Regions from separate parts of the Sus scrofa genome. Here region 2 is linked to region 1. A link is a contact called in public Hi-C data. All regions are on one chromosome and are shown on one strand. Each heading gives the region's core, a stretch centred on a gene start, on an enhancer-like site or on the middle of the called end of the contact. The rest is flanking DNA. Distances are from core to core; before and after follow the strand shown. Region 1 overlaps C14H12orf49 (UPF0454 protein C12orf49 homolog). Region 2 overlaps C14H12orf49 (UPF0454 protein C12orf49 homolog).

Region 1 (5,236 bases), core at 2,358-4,857:
ATGAGGACCTAGAGAACTGCGAAGAAATCCTGCAGGTGCTGCAAGACCAGTTAATAAGGTAAGAAGGTAGTCTGTCCCATGTTCCTAGCAGGAAAGCAAAGGCTGGGGAGGCAGTGTGGACGTCAGCCCTGGCCATTCAAGTGTTCCTGTCCACCTCCCCCATCCCACTCCACTCAATACCCACCCAAGAGGCAGAACAATGTCTTTAAAAAGAACTGCATCATTTCTCTTGTCCACATTTTTCAATGGCCTCCCTTTTCATTTAGGGTAAAAATCCAGAAAACCTTAGTGGGCTATGAACCCCTGGACATAGAATAATTCCCTGGGGGCACCTGCTCATAAAGCGGATTCCAGATTCCTTGTCCAGAGATGCTGATTCTGAAAGTCTGAGATGGACTCAAGCACCTGCATTGGCAGCAAGTCCCTGAAAAAATCCCGATGAAGGTGACCCACGAATCCCCCTTCAGATGGAGTTTCTGTCATTGCTTAGCAGTAATGAACCTGACTAGGATCCATGAGGACGCGGGCTCAATCCCTGGCCTCACTCAGTGGGTCTAGGAGCCAGCATTTTCGTGAGCTGTGGTGTACATCACAGACATGGCTCAGATCCCACATTGCTGTGGCTGTGGTGTAGGCTGGCAGCTATAGCTCTGATTTGACCCCTAGCCTGGGAACTGCCTTATGCCACAGGTGAAGCCATAAAAAGACAAAAAAAGAAAAGAGAAAGAAAAAGGAATTCTGGCCTCCTCGGCCCTTCTCTCATCCTGTGCTGCTCACTCTCCCCCTGCCTGTGATTGCCAAGTGCGCGAGTCCCCTTCCTTTCCTGTGAAGGCAGCAAGTGCTTTCCCAATAGTGGGGTCTCCATCGGCTCCTCCCCCAGGCATTCTCTGATTTAGACAATTCTCAATGCCTCAGAGGCATGTAAAGTGCTCTTTTTCAACTTCAAGACAAGTTATAAAAACTAAAAATAGAACTGCCATACGATCCAGAAATCCCACTCTTGGGCATCTATCCAGAGAAAACCATAATTTGAAAAGATACATGCACCCCCATGTTCATTGCAGCACTATTTACAATAGCCAAGACATGGAAGCAACCTAATGTCCAACACAGGAATGGATAAAGATGCAGTATACACACACACACACACACACAATGGAATATTAGCCATAAAAAGGATGAAATAATGCCATTTGCGGAAACACGGGTGAATCTAGAAACTATCATACTAAGTGAAGTTAGTGAAAGACAAACATCATATGATATCACTTATTTGTGGAATCTAAAAAAGGGATACAGATGAACTTATTTGCAGAATAAAAACAGACTTACAGACTTTGAAAAACTTATGGCCACCAAAGGGGACAGGTGGGTAGGTGGGAGGGATGGACTGGGAGTTTGGGACTGGCATACGCACACTGAGGTATATGGAATGACTGGCCAATGGGGACCTGCGTATAGCACAGAGAACTCTACACACTATTCTGTGATAATCTATGTGGGAAAAGAATCCGAAAGAGAATAGATATATACATATATATGACTGAATGACTGCTGTACAGCAGAAATTATCACAACCTTGTAAATCAACTATACCTCAATAAAACTTTTTTTAAAAAAAGACAGGTTATCAATATGTGTCCCTGAGACAGAAAATTCTGGAGCCACCGGTGTTCTTTCCTGTTTCAAGATGTTCTGATGGCCCGTGTTTCTCTACCTAAAATCTCAGTCTCTTCCCCCACTCACCCCTGCACCGTTCTCTAAGTTAAATGTCTAGCTCCCTACAAGACTGAAAGCCTTCTGAGGGCAAATGCTACATCTCTCTTCTTTGCTGTTTACCATGAGCTGAGCATGATGCCTAGTAGAAAATTAATACTCAGTGGCCTGCCCCCCATAGTCCCCTCTGGGGAGCAGGGCAAAGTCTTCCCCATGCTACTTGGAGAAGAAAGCCCACAGTACTAGCAGCAGAGAGGGGCTCAGTCCTAATAACAATTAACACTTGCAAATAGCCCCAGGGCTCTTCTATGCCTGATAGAATCAGCTCAGTTCTGATTCGGGAACCACATGCAGCAGTGGGGCTCAGGGCTCCCTTGCTCACCCCTCCCAAGCCAAGGGCAGCAATGACACAACCTCAGAGTCCTAGGGACCTTCACCAGCCTCATTCCACCAAATCCTCAGAGACCAGATTCAACTCACCTGAAACCAAAGTCCATATGTTTTTTTTATTTGGGGGGGGGAATCATAAAAGAGATGCTCTAATGAACTTATTTTCCTTCGTTTAAGGGTAGGGAGGTTTGGGGTCACTTTAAAAATTCCTTCTCCATTTTACTAAAGCTTTGTTTGTTTTGTTTTCCCAGCAGGTCTGCTATGATATTCAGGATCCCTGGACTGCTTGTAGGAGGGGCATGGTTTTAGTAGATCATGAACCCCTTTTGGATATGCATGGTTTTTTATCCTATTTTAAATGATTGAAAATCATATAGAAGAAGGAGCAGCCTCTTTGTAAGCAAAACACTTCTGCTCAAATTCCAGCTCTACGCCTTACGAATGAAGAAACTCTTGACAGGCTATTTACATCATGGGAAGTTCTGCAGGGGGCTGTCCAAGGAGCGGAGGGGGTGGGGGTCTTTCTAGACCATCTACAAGGAACCCCTCCTGTGCTACCAGGTCAGAGTGCATGCATGTTCTCCGAGAAGCCCAGCCAGGCGCACCTGCAGGTGGTTCCTATCCTATAGACGAGAAAACTGAGGCCAAGGGAGGTTACTGAACGTCCCTGATCAATGATTGAAAGCGGCTGAATCTCACAAGTAGAAGGGAAGAGAAAAAAAGAAAAAAAATCAAACCCCAAACCCAAACTCTTTGCTTCGCCTTCTTTGTTCGCCTTCTGGAACTCAGACTCCCGACTCGCCGGAGCGAGCATTACAAGACGAAGATAGCTTTCCCATCCTGTCGTGTTTTTCGCTCTCCTCTGATTCCCACCTGCTTGTTGCTGTCTGCTGGTGTCACACCTTCTGCACATTCCGAGCTCAGAGCAGAGCTGGGCTGGGTGAAAGCAGGGCTCCATCTGCCCGCGAGCTTTCTGGGGGGTGTCTGAAGGTAACTTTGTGCCGGCACCCTTTGCCAGGAGACTGAGAAGCCTTCTGCAGTGCCACCCGGCTCCCATCCACTCTCGGCAGAAGAAGCCAGTACCAAATCCAGCCCCTGGTGCCACTCAGCCAGATGGCAGGGGAAGCAAAACAAAAGTGACCTTGTTAGCAGACTGTGTCTTCCCCGGGAGAAGCTATTTTTGTTGTGGTTGTGAATTGAAGTTGTCTCGGCTGAGTACTCCTTCCCTGCAAGGGCTGTGGAATGTTAATTTGTTCCAAAGTTCAGTATTTTGATTAGAACCAGGAGTGCCAGATTTTGTCAGAAACATTTTGGAATGGGGTAGGCTCATGAGCGCTCAGTCTTGCAGCCTCTCTCTCTCTCTCTCTCTCTCTCTCTCTCCCCCTCTCTCTCACTTGGCTGCTGCACAAAGTAAATGTTGTTGCAGCAGCTGCTCTGGGGGAACAGCCCATCACAAATGGAGCTGAGGGGTGAACCGGCTCCTCCCTGTATGTGGCCATGACCTCATCACCACAGAGGCACACAGAATGGAGACGGATGTGAGACAGGACCGTCAGGACACACCCTGGGTCTGCAATGGAAAGAGCAGGGAGCCCAACCCAGAGCCTGGAATGTAAGGGTCCTCAGTAAATAAATGTGCGCTGGAGACAAGAACAAGCACCACCAAGACTCGACCCATCAGAATTTCTGCAACCAAGAGGTCACATGCAAATGTAGTTCTGGATTCTGAAAACCCTCCTCTTTTTCTTTGGTTCTCTTCCCCTGACCATCTTCACTTCTCTTTCTCTTTAATGAGTTATGAACCCAAGTCATGTGTACTTTTACAAAATAAACAAAAATAAGGTGAAAGTTCCCCCCACCTCTACCCCAGTCCTAGCCTTCCAGGCCTTCCTGGATGTAATTTGATGCAGGCCCTGCATTACTGCCTCATTGCAATTGATTATATCAAATCTGTTATTTGTCATCAGTCTGCTGGTAAAAAATGGCTTTTGGTTCTCAGTTTGTTTGTTTTGCAGCATAGGACAGTGGTTAGAAGCATGCACCCAGCGTCCCTGCAACCTGGTCCTGGCCCAGCAGTAGTAATGGCAGCAGTAGCTGTGGGGACGAGTTAATCTGGCTGAGAGTCCATTTCCTCATGTATGGAATAGGGAAGGTTCCCAGGGTTAGCTCCAGGGTGACTGGGGGCATTGAATGAACCTACACATTCAGAGTGTTCAGATGAGGCTGGCCCACGCAGGCACCCTGAGGGGGTGGCTTTTATCATCATTGCTGTGATCTCCCTGGTCACTGCTGGTGTAGGACATACATACCCCTGCTCCACACCTTCCCTTTCAACTCAGTGTGAGACAATTTCCCACATTTCCCAGGTTCCAGACCACAACGAACTGGGGAGTAGGAATTTCTGGGCTTTTTTTCCAGCTGCTGTGCAAAGAGTGAACACATACTTGGGGTAGAGTAGTTTTCCTATTTCTTCCAGCTGGGACAACTAAGGTCCCCAGGGTGGAGGGACTCCTCCAGGGCCACAGAGACAGAGGCAGAGCCAGGGTCAGCACACTAGAAGATAGCCCTCCCTCTCCAGGACCAATGCCAACTGGCCAGTGATAGCTTCCTGGAGAGCTGGGTTGAGGATTCTGAAGTACAGTAGAGATGCTGATGGGGAAGTGATGCTTTGGTGTAAACACAAGAGAGTGGTGGTACCTGCTGTCCCCCGCTGCCCCTACTCACCTCCCACCCCCACCCAATGCTGGTTTGTCTGCCAGGGAATAATGCCTTCACTGAGAGTAAGGGATATAAGGTCTGCTATACCAAGGATGCTCAGGCTTTGCTTCTGGGCCTCTTTCTTCCTCCATTTGACCTAAACAGTCCTAGTTATGGGGTTCTGAAAGGCTGAGCGGCCTGTGAATGGTCTTGTCCAGCAGGAAAGTCTGGATGCCCTGGGCCGCTCCCTCATCCACTTAGCAGCCAAAGTGATGGCTTGGCGGCCCTCCTGGGTGGATGTTCAGAAATGTAGCAGCACAGCCCCTGGGCAACAATCGTTCAGAAGCACTAGTAAGCCTGAAGCAAAGACCTGGCTCTCTGAGATGCCTGAATACTCTCAGCCTTGGATCAATACTTGGGAGGGGAGGAGCAG
Region 2 (5,320 bases), core at 645-3,144, 100 kb before region 1:
CTGACCCTTATGATGAGCCCAAGACCATGCCAGGTGTGTGCACATTGTTCATTGTGTTGGATTGTGTTGATGACATTGAGAAAAATGTTTTGTTAAGTCCCTCTTCCAAATGAGGAAATCAAGGCAAAAAAAGATCATCATCACAGGCCCAAGATCACTTGTCTTGTAAGTGGCTAGCAACCCAAGTTGACAGGCAGAACTCATGCATTTTGCTCTGTTTATTAATGACATATCACTACTGACTATCAGGCACTGTTTTGGGTGCTATGGATATAAGAGTATATAAATATATATACATATATTTCCCATACCCCAAGAGCATACATATATATATTTTTTAAATGCAATTCTGGTCCTCAAAGAGGTTACTTCTTCTTTTACACCTAAGGTTGCATCTTACATATGCGCACACACACACACATATTTTTTGGGGGGGAACTTGGCATCTTACATATTAATCTGTGTATCTGTCTCTTCTCCAATTAGGCTGCACACCTTTGAAGAACAGGAGCTCTACCTTAGCTTCCCAGGCATGGGCAATGGCCTTTTGGGCAATTTGGTGACGGCTAGGGACCCCTTTTTGGAATCAAGCTTTTACATGCATAAAATAAAGCACATAGGATTGCAAAGGAAACCAATTATACTGTAATACAGGTATCAAAATATGAAAACCCGAGTTTGTGAAATAGTACTATTTGAGCTTCTTTTATTATGTCGTAAGTATCAAGATCTAGCCACTGGGCTTTGTCCTACTGCAATTTTTAAGTTGTGAGGAGCACAAACAATATTTTGATATCTCTGCAAGGACTGTTAGTGATAGGAAAGTCTCTGCCATCTGCACGTGTCAGTTCCTGCTGAAGTCACAGGAACTGCTGATGCTACAGAGGTTTATCACCTGCATTCCTCAGAGAAGAAAATGCTGCCTTTCTACTAGAGGTGAGTGAAAGTAAACGTTATTTTTTTCCCCAGCTAAATTCATGGACCCCTAATTTCCATCTACACATCTGCAAGGGGTCTCAGGATGCCAGATTTTGGACCCTATTAATCAAGTGGCTTTTCCACACACTACTACTTTCCACAAGCATCCAGGGCTGCTAAGAACCTCAGTAACCCAGCTGGGAAGACACTGCCTGGGGTCGCTGTCCTATCTTGTTCTGTGATTGAGCACACACCTGTTCAGTTCTTCTACATCTCTGAGAGGACATGGTGATGACAGGTGGAGATGAAGCAATAAATAAAGGCAGGAGGGCAGGGTAGTCAAGAGCATGGCTGGGGTAGAAGCATCACAGGGGATTGGATGCACAGTCAGATGCTCCCACTCATTAGCTGTGTGTCTCTGGGCAGGTCAGTAAGGGACCAGGACCCAGCTCTCTCACCTGTGTGGTGAGGCTGAAGCATATGCCCTGGTGGGGTGGCTGTGAGGCCCCAGTGAGACAAAGGATGGAAAGTTCTGGTACAGCGCCAGTGCATGAAAAGCACTCCATAAAAGACAACTGTTTGAGAGCCACCTTGCACTTTCATTGTTTATCGAGTGCCTCTCTCCAAATCCTGTAGAGTACAACGGATAGTTTTTGAATCAGAATGTTCCAGATCACTGCTTCTCTCTGTCTCACCTGGAATCCCACTCTAGGAAGGGGCTATTCACGGCTGAGAGAGAAAGTTGCTCTCTTTCTCCCAGCCCAGTACGAGCTGATGAGTTAGGGAAGCGCACATTTAACATCGGTTCCATGGCTTTTCTTTCTTCTTTTTTTTAATTGTCCACCAAAGCTGAGTTGCTGAGTGAATCGTTAAGGGAGCGAATTCCAAGAGCGTGAGCTTCTCTTGTTTCCCAGGACAGGTTTGGGCCAAGACAAACCTCGGTGATGCCAACAGCAGTTGCTTAAACAGTGGAGCTCAGAGCTGGCTTCCCAGCCTGGCTTGCATGGCTCTGTTTGAACTTTCTCCTCTCTCCTTCCACCCAGTGATTAAAGGAACCACATGGAACTTTTTCCTTATGCCTCTTCCCCTTCCTTCCCCATGCACCCCTTTGGAAAGGCTCCGCAAATTCCCTGTTTCTCAAAGAGCCTGGAGCTGTGGCCTCTTGATTTATGTTCATTTGGCAACAGGAGGTTGCAATGGCCTGAGAAGCCTGAATAACTGGAAAAGGGAAATGGAGAAGGGTGGGGCTGATGGGAGGGCCTGACTGTGGCTTGAGCTTGGCCCTCCCCACTTCAGACCAGAGCCAAGGACCCTGGGACCAGTGGCCAAAGGAAAATCAAACCAAGTTGCTGGAGTTTGAAAAAGAAGTCAAAGTTGTCAAACTAACAAATCTGTTCTTTATGGACGCTTGGTGATTCCTGGTTTTCTCCTTCCAGATCCCTCCTGGCCATTTTGGGTTTAATAAATATGGGGAAAAAGGGGAAATTTTAATTGCTATGCTTTCATCTCACATATAAGGTTGTATCTGTTTCCCAAATTAGATCTTGTGTGACTTGAGGGTAGGGACTATTCTTCTTTTCTTCCTTTTTTTTTGCTTTTTAGGGCTGCACCCGCAGCAAATGAAGATTCCCAGGCTAGGGGTCAAATCGGAACTGTGGCTGCCTTCCTACGCCACAGCCACAGCAATGCCACATCCTAGCCACATCTGTGACCTACACCACAGGCTCATGGTATGCCAGATCCTTAACCCACTGAGTGAGGCCAGGGATCAAACCTGCATCCTCATGAATGCTACTCAGATTTGTTTCCGCTGAGCCACGACGGGAGCTCCCTCTTCTTTCCTTCTCTCCCAACCTCCTTCCCTTCCACAACTATCTATTGAGCACCTACTATGTGCCATCGTCATCTCTTCTCTACTCCCACCCTAACACTTAGCATATCTGTCTCCCATTAGGTGCCTAAGTGTTGGATGAATAGATGGACAGATGAAAGAACAGATGGAGGTTTAGGTGAGACTCCAGGAAGTAAGCCAGGGTCTTTGGTTCTTCTGGAAGGTTGTACATGTGATTAACATCTCAGAATTGGAATCCCTGGCAGCAAAGATGTAGGCTGGGACTGCAGCTGGGATTAAGGACATTTGGTTGCCAGTCCCAACTTGGCCACCACCTTGCTGTGAGCCTGGAACACTTTATTTAACTCTTTGGGCTGTAGTTGTCCTATCTGTAAAATGGAAGCAACCTCAAGACTTTAGAGTTCTATTCATCTTCAAAACCCTTTACCCCAAACCAATGAAATCAGATCCTTCCATAAAAGAATTGTGTGACTACCAGCTTCACTCTCAGCTCAGTCATTGCTTGGACTGTTTCTTCTTGGTCTTACATAGAATTGCCCATGTCTTATCTTGTTCAAGAAACAGCTGCCTATCATATCCAGTGTGCCTTCCTCTCCTTGGCTTTCAAAAGATTCACAGTCTGTCCACAACCCACAAAGCCACTGCATTTCTCAGCATTCAGCCTTTGGAATCCCCCACTGCAGTCCGGCTGCTTCCTCCCTGACACCATTTGCCTCCAGGCCTTTACTGATGTCTCTTCCTGTTCCACTTATAACTTCTAAATCGTAGTGATTGCACAACATTTCTATTAGAGTCAACCAAATGTAAGATGGTTTTGAAGAGATCATCTAAAAACAAAAGCTTACTATAGGAAAGGAAGAAATGACCCATATTTCCACACCCAAATGCAAGCTCTGTGGATGTCTTGGTTTTGTTTCCTTTCAGTCTTTTTTCTTTTTAAACTTGAGCATGGCCTTGAGGGAGGGACCACATAATTTTCTTATCAATCACCTATGGTCGGTTCGCTGTGGAAGCTGTCTCTAATCTTTCACCATAGTCTACGTGTTGTGAGGAACATCCTGTCACTAAATCTTTTTACATGTCTTTAATTATTTCCTTGGGCTAAATTCCTAACAGTAGAATCACTGGGATTAAAGGCTCTTTGATGATGGGGGTGCTGCGTGGGAGTGGGGGAAGGGGAACCACATTGTGATCCAGATTCTTCGATGAGTTCAGGCAGCATGCTCAGTGAGAAAGTGCCATCCCCATCTTTTCCTTGAGAATTGGCCAGTTTGACAGGCATCCCAGCATCCTGGCTTTCCTGCCGACTCATGTTCTGGCCCAATATCAGGCTTCTAAGACCTCTAGGAGGTTCTTTAAAGGCAATATGCTAAGGAGAAAACGGCCAGTGTGTCCTGAACTGGGACTGAGGATTCAGAGCTAAGTCTGTCCTGGGTCTCCCCCCACACCCCCTACCTTGGCTGATGGAACTGTGCACTTGGACATGTGTGATTGACTGTGGTATTAAGAAAATATGTATGACACAATGTTTTTAAGCTTTTTCCAGAGATATTTATATCACACAAATGGCATGTTGGTTTATTGTTTTTTTCCCCCCCTCTCAACCACCAAGAATGAATAAATCAATTGTCTTAATCAAGCTAATGGAGAGGCCATGGGCTAGAAAGATGGGCGAGAGGGGGCTCTTTGCCTGAGCCTGAGGCTCCCTTATGGGGCGGGGGGCAAAGTTGCTTCATATCTCTGGGCCTCTGTTTCCCTGTCTTTGAGATGGACTTGGTGATATCCAAAAGCTAATGACTTCACAGGAGAAAAATCATCTTCTAAGCATTTGGAATTCCTTGGAAGAGAGTAGCTGCATGAATTTTTAATCCCCTATTTTCAGCTCTTTGGAGCTGTGTGTAGGAGCAGAGCTGTAAACACAGAGAACTCACCACTACAGTCTAGTTTATAAGGTGCTTGTCTCACACAACCCCATAGATCTGACCTTAAGAAAGATTCAGAATGTGGGGGAAATGCAGTTTGTTGTGGTGGCTGTTATTACATAAAAATTAATGGCTTGGCAAACACAGGGATCACGCTGTCATGCTGGGGTCATGTTTACACCAAGCATATATATTTCAAGTTCCTAAACCTTCAGCAGCACTGCGGGGTAGAATCGGCACAATTCCTATGCAAGACCCAGAATCCCGTGCCAGAATCATGGCTCTGAAGGGAGATGTTAGTAAGTATGAATTCTGCAACCAGAACCCCATCAGCCTCCAAATTCCTTATGGATAAAGCAGGCTTTTCAGCTTCTAATTTCCTGAGATCTACCAACTCCACTGAGCAGCGATAAAAAGAAAAGGGAAAGTCATAAGGATATAGGACCCAAACTTGGAAATTATTCATTGTTCATCCACAAAGTATTTATTGAGCACCTAGAATCTACCTGGGACTGTGCTAAGTGCTGGGGATACAGTGGGAAGCAAAAGTAGAATTGTCCCTGCCTTGGGGGAGGTTGTAGTTAAGTCAAGAAGATGGAGGTTAATCAGTAATCACACAGGAAAAGTA

Evidence for each region. A called contact is a pair of places that touch in the nucleus more often than the background predicts.
Region 2: a Hi-C map of liver shows a contact between it and region 1, with 4 times the contacts expected there. The contact joins two enhancer-like sites. A contact is called at or near these places in 5 of 47 Hi-C or Micro-C datasets (alveolar macrophages, embryonic fibroblasts, fibroblasts and 2 more).

What each region holds. Positions count from the first base shown.
Region 1 is chr14:35,763,257-35,768,492 of Sscrofa11.1, reverse strand. The region is part of intron 4 of C14H12orf49 (UPF0454 protein C12orf49 homolog); the gene reads right to left. Among named protein-coding and RNA genes, the nearest start is that of C14H12orf49, 60 kb to the right of the region's middle. Within about 2 kb of position 3,607, at least 33 of the 83 cell types and tissues checked have an H3K27ac peak or open chromatin away from gene starts, as enhancers often do. A contact at or near this core is called in liver, where this site is marked.
Region 2 is chr14:35,863,760-35,869,079 of Sscrofa11.1, reverse strand. The region is part of intron 4 of C14H12orf49 (UPF0454 protein C12orf49 homolog); the gene reads right to left. Among named protein-coding and RNA genes, the nearest start is that of C14H12orf49, 160 kb to the right of the region's middle. Within about 2 kb of position 1,894, at least 19 of the 83 cell types and tissues checked have an H3K27ac peak or open chromatin away from gene starts, as enhancers often do. A contact at or near this core is called in liver, where this site is marked.